Linked DNA regions of Mus musculus: region 2 is linked to region 1. A link is a contact called in public HiChIP or PLAC-seq data. All regions are on one chromosome and are shown on one strand. Each heading gives the region's core, a stretch centred on a gene start, on an enhancer-like site or on the middle of the called end of the contact. The rest is flanking DNA. Distances are from core to core; before and after follow the strand shown. Region 1 holds the start of Rrm2b (ribonucleotide reductase M2 B (TP53 inducible)). Region 2 overlaps Ubr5 (ubiquitin protein ligase E3 component n-recognin 5).

Evidence for each region. HiChIP or PLAC-seq counts read pairs in DNA pulled down with a chosen protein or histone mark.
Region 2: a contact with region 1 is called in an H3K4me3 HiChIP or PLAC-seq map of bone marrow-derived macrophages, with 2.9 times the contacts expected there. The contact joins the enhancer-like site here to the promoter of Rrm2b in region 1. A contact is called at or near these places in 10 of 39 promoter capture datasets (the 3T3-L1 cell line, the HPC-7 cell line, embryonic stem cells and 5 more), 1 of 15 datasets of contacts at CTCF or cohesin (CD8 T cells), 4 of 484 Hi-C or Micro-C datasets (Th2 cells, embryonic cerebral cortex, embryonic stem cells and 1 more), 7 of 115 datasets of contacts at active chromatin or transcription factors (the SCID.adh cell line, bone marrow-derived macrophages, embryonic stem cells and 3 more) and 4 of 9 other capture datasets (adipose tissue, embryonic tail, liver and 1 more).

The regions. Positions count from the first base shown.
Region 1 is chr15:37,959,052-37,962,613 of GRCm38.p6, forward strand. Rrm2b (ribonucleotide reductase M2 B (TP53 inducible)) reads right to left here and starts at 2,004. Exons shown (of 9, transcript NM_199476.1): 1 at 1,793-2,004. The coding sequence starts at 1,840. Gm49085 (a long non-coding RNA gene) reads left to right here and starts at 2,107. Exons shown (of 2, transcript XR_003951596.1): 1 at 2,107-2,490.
Region 2 is chr15:38,045,832-38,049,393 of GRCm38.p6, forward strand. It overlaps Ubr5 (ubiquitin protein ligase E3 component n-recognin 5), which reads right to left. Exons shown (of 59, transcript NM_001112721.2): 2 at 2,274-2,318; 3 at 1,712-1,793; 4 at 1,204-1,280. Among named protein-coding and RNA genes, the nearest start is that of Gm22353, 11 kb to the right of the region's middle. Within about 2 kb of position 1,585, at least 38 of the 459 cell types and tissues checked have an H3K27ac peak or open chromatin away from gene starts, as enhancers often do. A contact at or near this core is called in the HPC-7 cell line, bone marrow-derived macrophages, extraembryonic endoderm stem cells and 2 more, where this site is marked.

The DNA.
Region 1 (3,562 bases), core at 754-3,253:
TCCTGAGCAAGACTCCACCATCTTTTCCAAACTTGTGCATTTAGTTTTGTCTTAGTTTCTGGTCATCTGAGACAAAACCTAGCTTATGATTCCCCAGTAAGCACCTGAAGTGGTTTAACCTAGACTGCCATTCTCCATGCCTCCAATGTGGTTGTCTATTGTGTCTCTTTCACTTATGTGCATGCAGCTGCAACTATGTATGTGTGTGTGTGTGTGTGTGTGTGTGTGTGTGTGTGTGTACCATTTCATTCCTGTATCAATCAACAAATCTGAAAAAGCTGGTGGAACACTGTACTAGAAGCAACAACTTGGAAAGTTGAACCTAGTTCTAGTAATGAGTCTTAGGAACGCCATTCTGGCTTAAGTGTTCGAATATCGGAAAAAAATCTACATGTTAGGAGACTAATAAACCTCATTTATTTCCCTTTAAGATGGCCCTTAAATCAACTGTGCTAAGATCACCTGAAGTGCCTGTTACAAAGGCAGGTTGTAGGCTTGGTAATTTAGTTTTTATTAATCACTCCACATGCTTCTGATACAAATAGCCCGCACTGCCCTATCATATCCAAAATAAAAATAAAAAACTAAAAAACAAAGTGCTTACGATATCCCGAATCTCAAAAACTCTTGGATTCGTTAAAAAAAAAAAAAAAAAAAAAAGTACTCACTAAAATTTATTCTAGGTCTAAACCTTTGCTCTGTCTTTATGAATTAAAAGTAATTTTTTTTTTTAAAAGTTAACTTTCAGGTGTTAAGCCAGAATGATTCCTGGTGTCATTGGCAAACCAGAGAAGTCTAAATATTGCCGGAAAGGAGAAATTGGTGCTGAGTATCTTTGTTTCAAGGGGAAAATTAAGGGATAGACATAATTTATTATTAAACGATTACAGAATAAAAATCAACTTAGAACCTCCATCTTTGTCTAGAAATGCCAGTATAAGCATGAATATATGTGGGCTCAAACTTTTATGGCCCCTTCCAACTTGCCACAGTATTAACTTCAAGACACCACAAAGAGAAACAGGCTCACATACCAAAAAAAAAAAAAAAAAAAAAAAAAAAAGTATTACTTGTATTCCAGATGGTTTAGAATATTTGTCTCCAAAATGTGGAGTTGGAATTACACAGTAACAACTTACATTACTATAAAGCCGTATAATTTTTGTTTGCTCTTATTACATACTTCTTTCTGCTAGCACGGGTTAATTTTAGATTTATTAAACACTTTGCATAAAGCACTTCATTCTTTGTGAAGGAAGAAACACTTCCACTACTGAAATGAAGAGACACCCCGAAGATTCAGTTAGAAGTTCGGTGTGAGGAAAACTGGTCTCCCAGTCTTTTATTCGTTGTAAGGGTTTCTCGTCCTCCCTTCACCTGTCATCTCCTCCCCTCATCCACCTGCATCAGTTTCCACACGAGTTCCTCAACTGCATCTGATGGTTCACCTCTCTTGCGTAGATCCGTCACAGCCCTTTTTCACCCGCCAGGGCTCCCGACAAGAAAAGAAAGACTGGAGAGCAGAGGTTGGAGAACAAGGGGACACGGAGACTTCCTCAGCCGGGACCTGAGTGTTCCTGCTCCGCCCTGAGCAGAGCAGCACAGCGTCCATGCTCGCCCTTCCCGACTCCCCAACACTAGCCTGAGGTGAGGGCGCTTCCTTTCGGCCTGCACAGTGTTTCTGACGGCGACGAATAAAATACTACTCTACAGCGGACCTGCGACTGACTCGCAGCAACCTAAAGTCCGGGCGTGACCCAGGGGTGGAGGATGAAGCGACTGCGACATTTACCTCACCCTTCTCCGGCCTGGCCGCTTCCGGCCTTTCCGGGTCGCCCATCGCGCAGACTCCACCAGAGCCACCCGAGCTGAGGAACTGAGCGCGGCCGACCAAATCCTAGTAGGATCAGATCGTCCTGTGCGAACCTCCTCCTGCTCCGGGCACGCCTTGCCGCGCCGGTCCTGGGTTCTAGCCGGCCCATTGAGGGGCCTTCTCTGCGGTGGCTCCGCCCAGGCACGCTACTCTCGGCGCCTGAAAGATCCGCCTTTCCTGCCGGCCCCGCCCCACTGCCTAGAGATCCGCCTACCTCAGCCGGCTCCACCCAGCGTCTCAGAGATCCGCCTACCTCAGCCGGCCCCGGCCCGCCCCGCCAGAGATCCGCCTACCTCAGCTGGCCCCGCCCCTCGCCGCCGAACTCTGCTTCCTCGGCTGGCCCGCTTCTCTTCACTGAGCAGGGTCCCCACTCCGGCGACGGCTGCGTAAGTTCAGTCCGCAGTACCAGAGCACTTCAAGCCTGTTCTTTAGCGTCGCATGACCCCGCCCACTCTTGCTCCCCCAGCTTCCGCGCTGTTGCCCAGCCTGTCATCTGCTCTGAATTCTAGAGCGTCTACTGGAATTTGCAGTCTGCCTACTTGTGCCAGACTACCTGGTACACGAGGTGACTGGCACGCCGGGACATTCCCTAGCCCTCGTGGTGCCCCAGCGACACGGTAGGTTGCACCCAGTCAGTCCAAGAGACTGCCAGAGTGGCTGTAGAGCTGCCCACTGGATGGGATGTGGAAAGCAGGGTGGGAGGTCGACACTGTTAAAAACTCCAAGGAGAAAGGAACTCTTGTATTTCAGCAACCAAAAGGAGAAACTGGAGGGGGAAAGTGTGTGCGTGAATGGAGCTTGAGAATGAGTAGGAAAAATAGCTAAATCCTGGGAAATACCTTGAAGTCTTTGTGATTGTTTAACTGAGTAATATTTATTGAACTTTCACAACCTGATAGGTTCTATTCTGCTAAGCCCTTTATGTGAATTAATCTTTGAGATATTTCCCTGTAGTCGATACTGCAATTTTCATGTTCCAGATTAAACTGAACCCGAAGATAAATAGCCAAGATTAAGCAACCAAAATACGGTAGACTCCAATATCCTTGCTACGGATACTTTTCAAAGCAAAGGTTAAAGTTGTAAAGAGATTCAACACTTTTGTATTGCAAGGGCCAAAGACAGTGAATAATGATGGTGGCAATACTCTTGGTTGAATTGCTTCTATGTTTTCAGCATATGGTACATATATGGTAGTACGACAGAAAAATATAATGAGCGGGATGGGACTGTAGCTCATTAGGTGATGATGTACAAGGCCTTGGGTTCAATCCCCAGCACTACCCCTTCTTGTATACAAACACAAATAAGATATACAAATTAAATAATAATATGGTGAAAGAAGAGTTGAGTATGGTATTGAACACCTCTGATCCCAGCATCTTGGATAGGAGCAGGAGGATCGTGAAACCAAGGTCGTCTTGGGCTAGATGGGAAGATCCAGTCTCAAAGCCAAAAACCAAAAACGTGAAAAAGAAGTAAGAGATTTTCAGTAGATTCTGGAAAGAGCCTTGTTATGACTTCAACATCTGGCAACTGCTTGGTGGTTAGCCTCTAAAATAGAAAGCAGGATAGAAATTTTGCTTTAAGCTCTAAAGCTTAATTAACCTGAAGCGAGTTATCTTTCTTGGAGCAATATGATCAAATGCTGAGTAAAAACTTTTTATATATTATAAAGTTTTCTGGGAG
Region 2 (3,562 bases), core at 335-2,834, 86 kb after region 1:
AATATCACATGACAGTCTCACACCTCCAGGCTTCCTGTTCTGCAGGGCATCAGCCTCACAAGTCCCAGGCTGTGCCGCCTGACATGGCACCAGCTGGCAGCCACCTCACACCCTTGCACTCACTCCCAATACACTCTGCTCAAATTCCAAATATGAATAAAAATAGTAGTAGTAAACTTTCTTTATATTTCAAAATTAATCATGTTTTTCTTAGAAACAACCAAGTAAAATTCAAGTCTTATGAAGCACCCTTTAATGCACTGTAACTTTTTAAAGACTAAAATTTGAAAGTGGAGAGTGCAGGAACTTGACTGCTTTCAAAATGAGTTCCTCTATTTCTAACTATCAGAGACAAGCATGATATGTAAAGTCATTTCAGCCACCCGGGCATACAAGCATACAACTATATACCAGCTACTTAGGAAGCCAAAGCCACAGAACCTCTGGAGCACACAAGGTCAACAGCAGCCTTGAAAGCAGATTAAGGCCTGTGCCATCTAGCACCACAGCCAACCACTGCAAGTGAAATCCCATGTGACTGACCCAGCATGTAGTGCTATCCTTCTTATAACTTAGCATTCCTAGGTGCCATGCCAATTAACTCCTCCGCAATTTGTAATGTAAGCACTGTCTATAAACTATTTCTTGCTTAAAAATTAAACTCAAGAACTAGGACTGAGCCGGGTGTGGTGGCACACACCTTTAATCCCAGCACTCGGGAGGCAGAGGCAGGCGGATTCTGAGTTCGAGGCCAGCCTGGTCTACAAAGTGAGTTCCAGGACAGCCAGGGATATACAAAGAAACCCTGCCTTGAAAAACAAAAACAAAAAATAAACAAACAAAAAGAACTAGGACTATAGGATAGTGACACAATGCTTCCTTAGCACGCCTAGGGACACGCCTTTACTTCGCAGCTAACAAACCTCATCAATTTAACTAAAAACCAAACTAACCATTTCACCATATTTTAAACTTGATTTTTCTGCTATGCCTCTTTTTAATCTTTTGAAGATAAAGAAGATCAAAACCTTGGTTTTCTATAATACCTTCTAAGGGTTAAATTCATACTGTATTAATTGCAAAATACAGGATAAGAATGTAGCTAGGCGGTAAAGCACTTGTCTACTATATACTATGCTCTATGTTTGATCCTCAACACCATAACACACACACACACAGAGCAAACAAAAAATAATGTCTTACCCATCATTATTATCAGGTTTACCCAATTCCAGTCTGTCTGGTTGTACTGAAAAACCAATCCTACAAATTCTGCCATCCTAAAAGCAAAAACAAATTAATTTTTAAAAAAGTTAAATTTTGCAAGAGAAGACACTAAAGTTTTAATTTATTCAATAAGCAGATTCTGCCTGTCACTGTCAACTCAGAAGACAAGGAAGTCCCCTCCAGACACGGGTGGGAGAGTCTAACACACAGTAACAAAAGGCTACTAAGAATTCCCTTAAAACAATACAGTCTGGAAGAATTCAGAGTAAAATTATATAATAACTACACTCAGGAGTCTTCCCAGGCAGCCATTAACTAGTTTCAAGTTCCAGTAAATCATTTACACCCAATTGATTCTCTGAGCCAGAGAACTTAACAAAAGGAAGCTGGGCATAACTAACTCTCAGTGCCTTCCCTTGACAAGAAACAAAGAACAGATGCAGAGTTTAGTTTTCATCTCCCCACCGTATGGTAAATCATTTACCTCAAGAAGAAACGCGGCGTGATTGGGTCCCACCACACACTGTTTAATAGTAGCCTGCTCCAGTACATTCAGAGGTGGGTGGCTAGGGAACAAGAAAAAAGCATGCAAGTAAAACTGCTCTTTTAATTATACACAAAAAGAACTAATTCCTAAGTGGAGTTTTAAAGCAATAAATAAAAGTAACTGATACCTACCAGAATCACTACAGTTGAAAGGTCTACCAAACCGTTTTAAGAATCAGCATTAATGGAGACTGTAATTTAAATGAACCTAACTTTGATAGAAAGAGTAGAGATGTGGTAATACACATCTTTAATCCCAAAACAAACAGGCGGGTCTCTGTGCTGTGAGTTCAAGGCCTCATCTACACATCAAATTTCAAGACAGCCAGGGCTACATCTCCAAAGAGTCTTAATGTAATCTAATTCTTAATCTAATAAGTCATATTAACCACATAAAGATGAATCCTTTTCCTAAGAAAGAAAACACTACAGCTCCATGGTAGGGCTGAAACACAGCCCATGAAAAATGGCTTAACTTAAAACAGCTTAAAATGTTTTACCTGTTCAAATTGTACTTGTTCAGCTTCTCTGAAACTTCCCGTAACCTTCAAACACAAAAGCCAAGTGTTAATAAACCCAGCACAGGTCCTGCACACACAAGATGGCTCCAGTGGGCCTGCACCAGCACTGGGCCGATTCCCAACAGTAACACACGAGCAACTCTTAAGGATTGCAAGCAGGCATTGCATTTACCTTCCCTTTCTAACCCATCAGCAGCTCCAGGAATATCCAAAATAACCCCATTTCCAAACAGGAAAGAAAATGAGGCTTCTAGAGTTTACGTAACAAACACCAGTCGTAGAGCTACTGAGCTCTGAGCAAATACCTAATGGAAAACTCCTTTTTAAAACCTGCAGTTAACCCAGGCATGGTAGTGCACACCTTTATACCAGAACTCAGAAGACAGAGCAGTCAGCCTTTGGGGGTGGGGGCTATGACATACAACCACAGTCTACGCCAAAAGACATTCTGACAGTATGTGAATATAATGAATTGAAAATAAATGGGATGCAGAGAGAATCTGTGTGCACGGTGTGGAAACATCACCTGTTGATAAAAAGCTGACGGGCCACTAGGAAAACAGCAAACTAGCCAGAAGTAATTGGCGGGAGTTTCAGCAGAAAGACTAAAACACACACACACACACACACACACACACACACACACACACACACACTCTCTCTCTCTCTCTCTCTCTCTCTCTCTCTCTCTCTGGGAGAGAGTCAGAGGTGTTGTGTGTGGTCTATAGACACACAGACTCATACATATAATACTCATACATATAAATAAACTTTAAAATTTTTTTAATTAGAAAAAAGCCTACAGAAAGTCACAGAACCCTGGGTAAATGTTCTAAGCACTACAGTAGGTAGAACCAGGCATCTCTGAACTTTACCCGGCAACTATAAAGCCACTCACTACCTACTGAGGCACATCAACCATGCACACTGACTGATGCCCACCAAAGCACCTAAGTGGTTAGAGGTTTCAACTGGTATTTTCATTTTTTCCAAAAACACAGAAATGAAAACTGCTAATTTCATTCTCACTACTGTGCACCCCACCCTCTGAACTCTCCTCTCACTAGCCCAGTTTTCTCTCTTTCCTAACAACATATTCCCTTGGTTCTGGAGGTCAGGCCTTTCCACTAAATTCCAGTTTGCTCAATTATATAGCACATTTCTGTTTCAAAACGAGATTAAATGAGAATAATGCATAACGGATTTCATAACCTGTGGAAGAAGGCTAACTAAAAAACGAAGGCAAAACAGCCTAGGGTCTGTTGCTC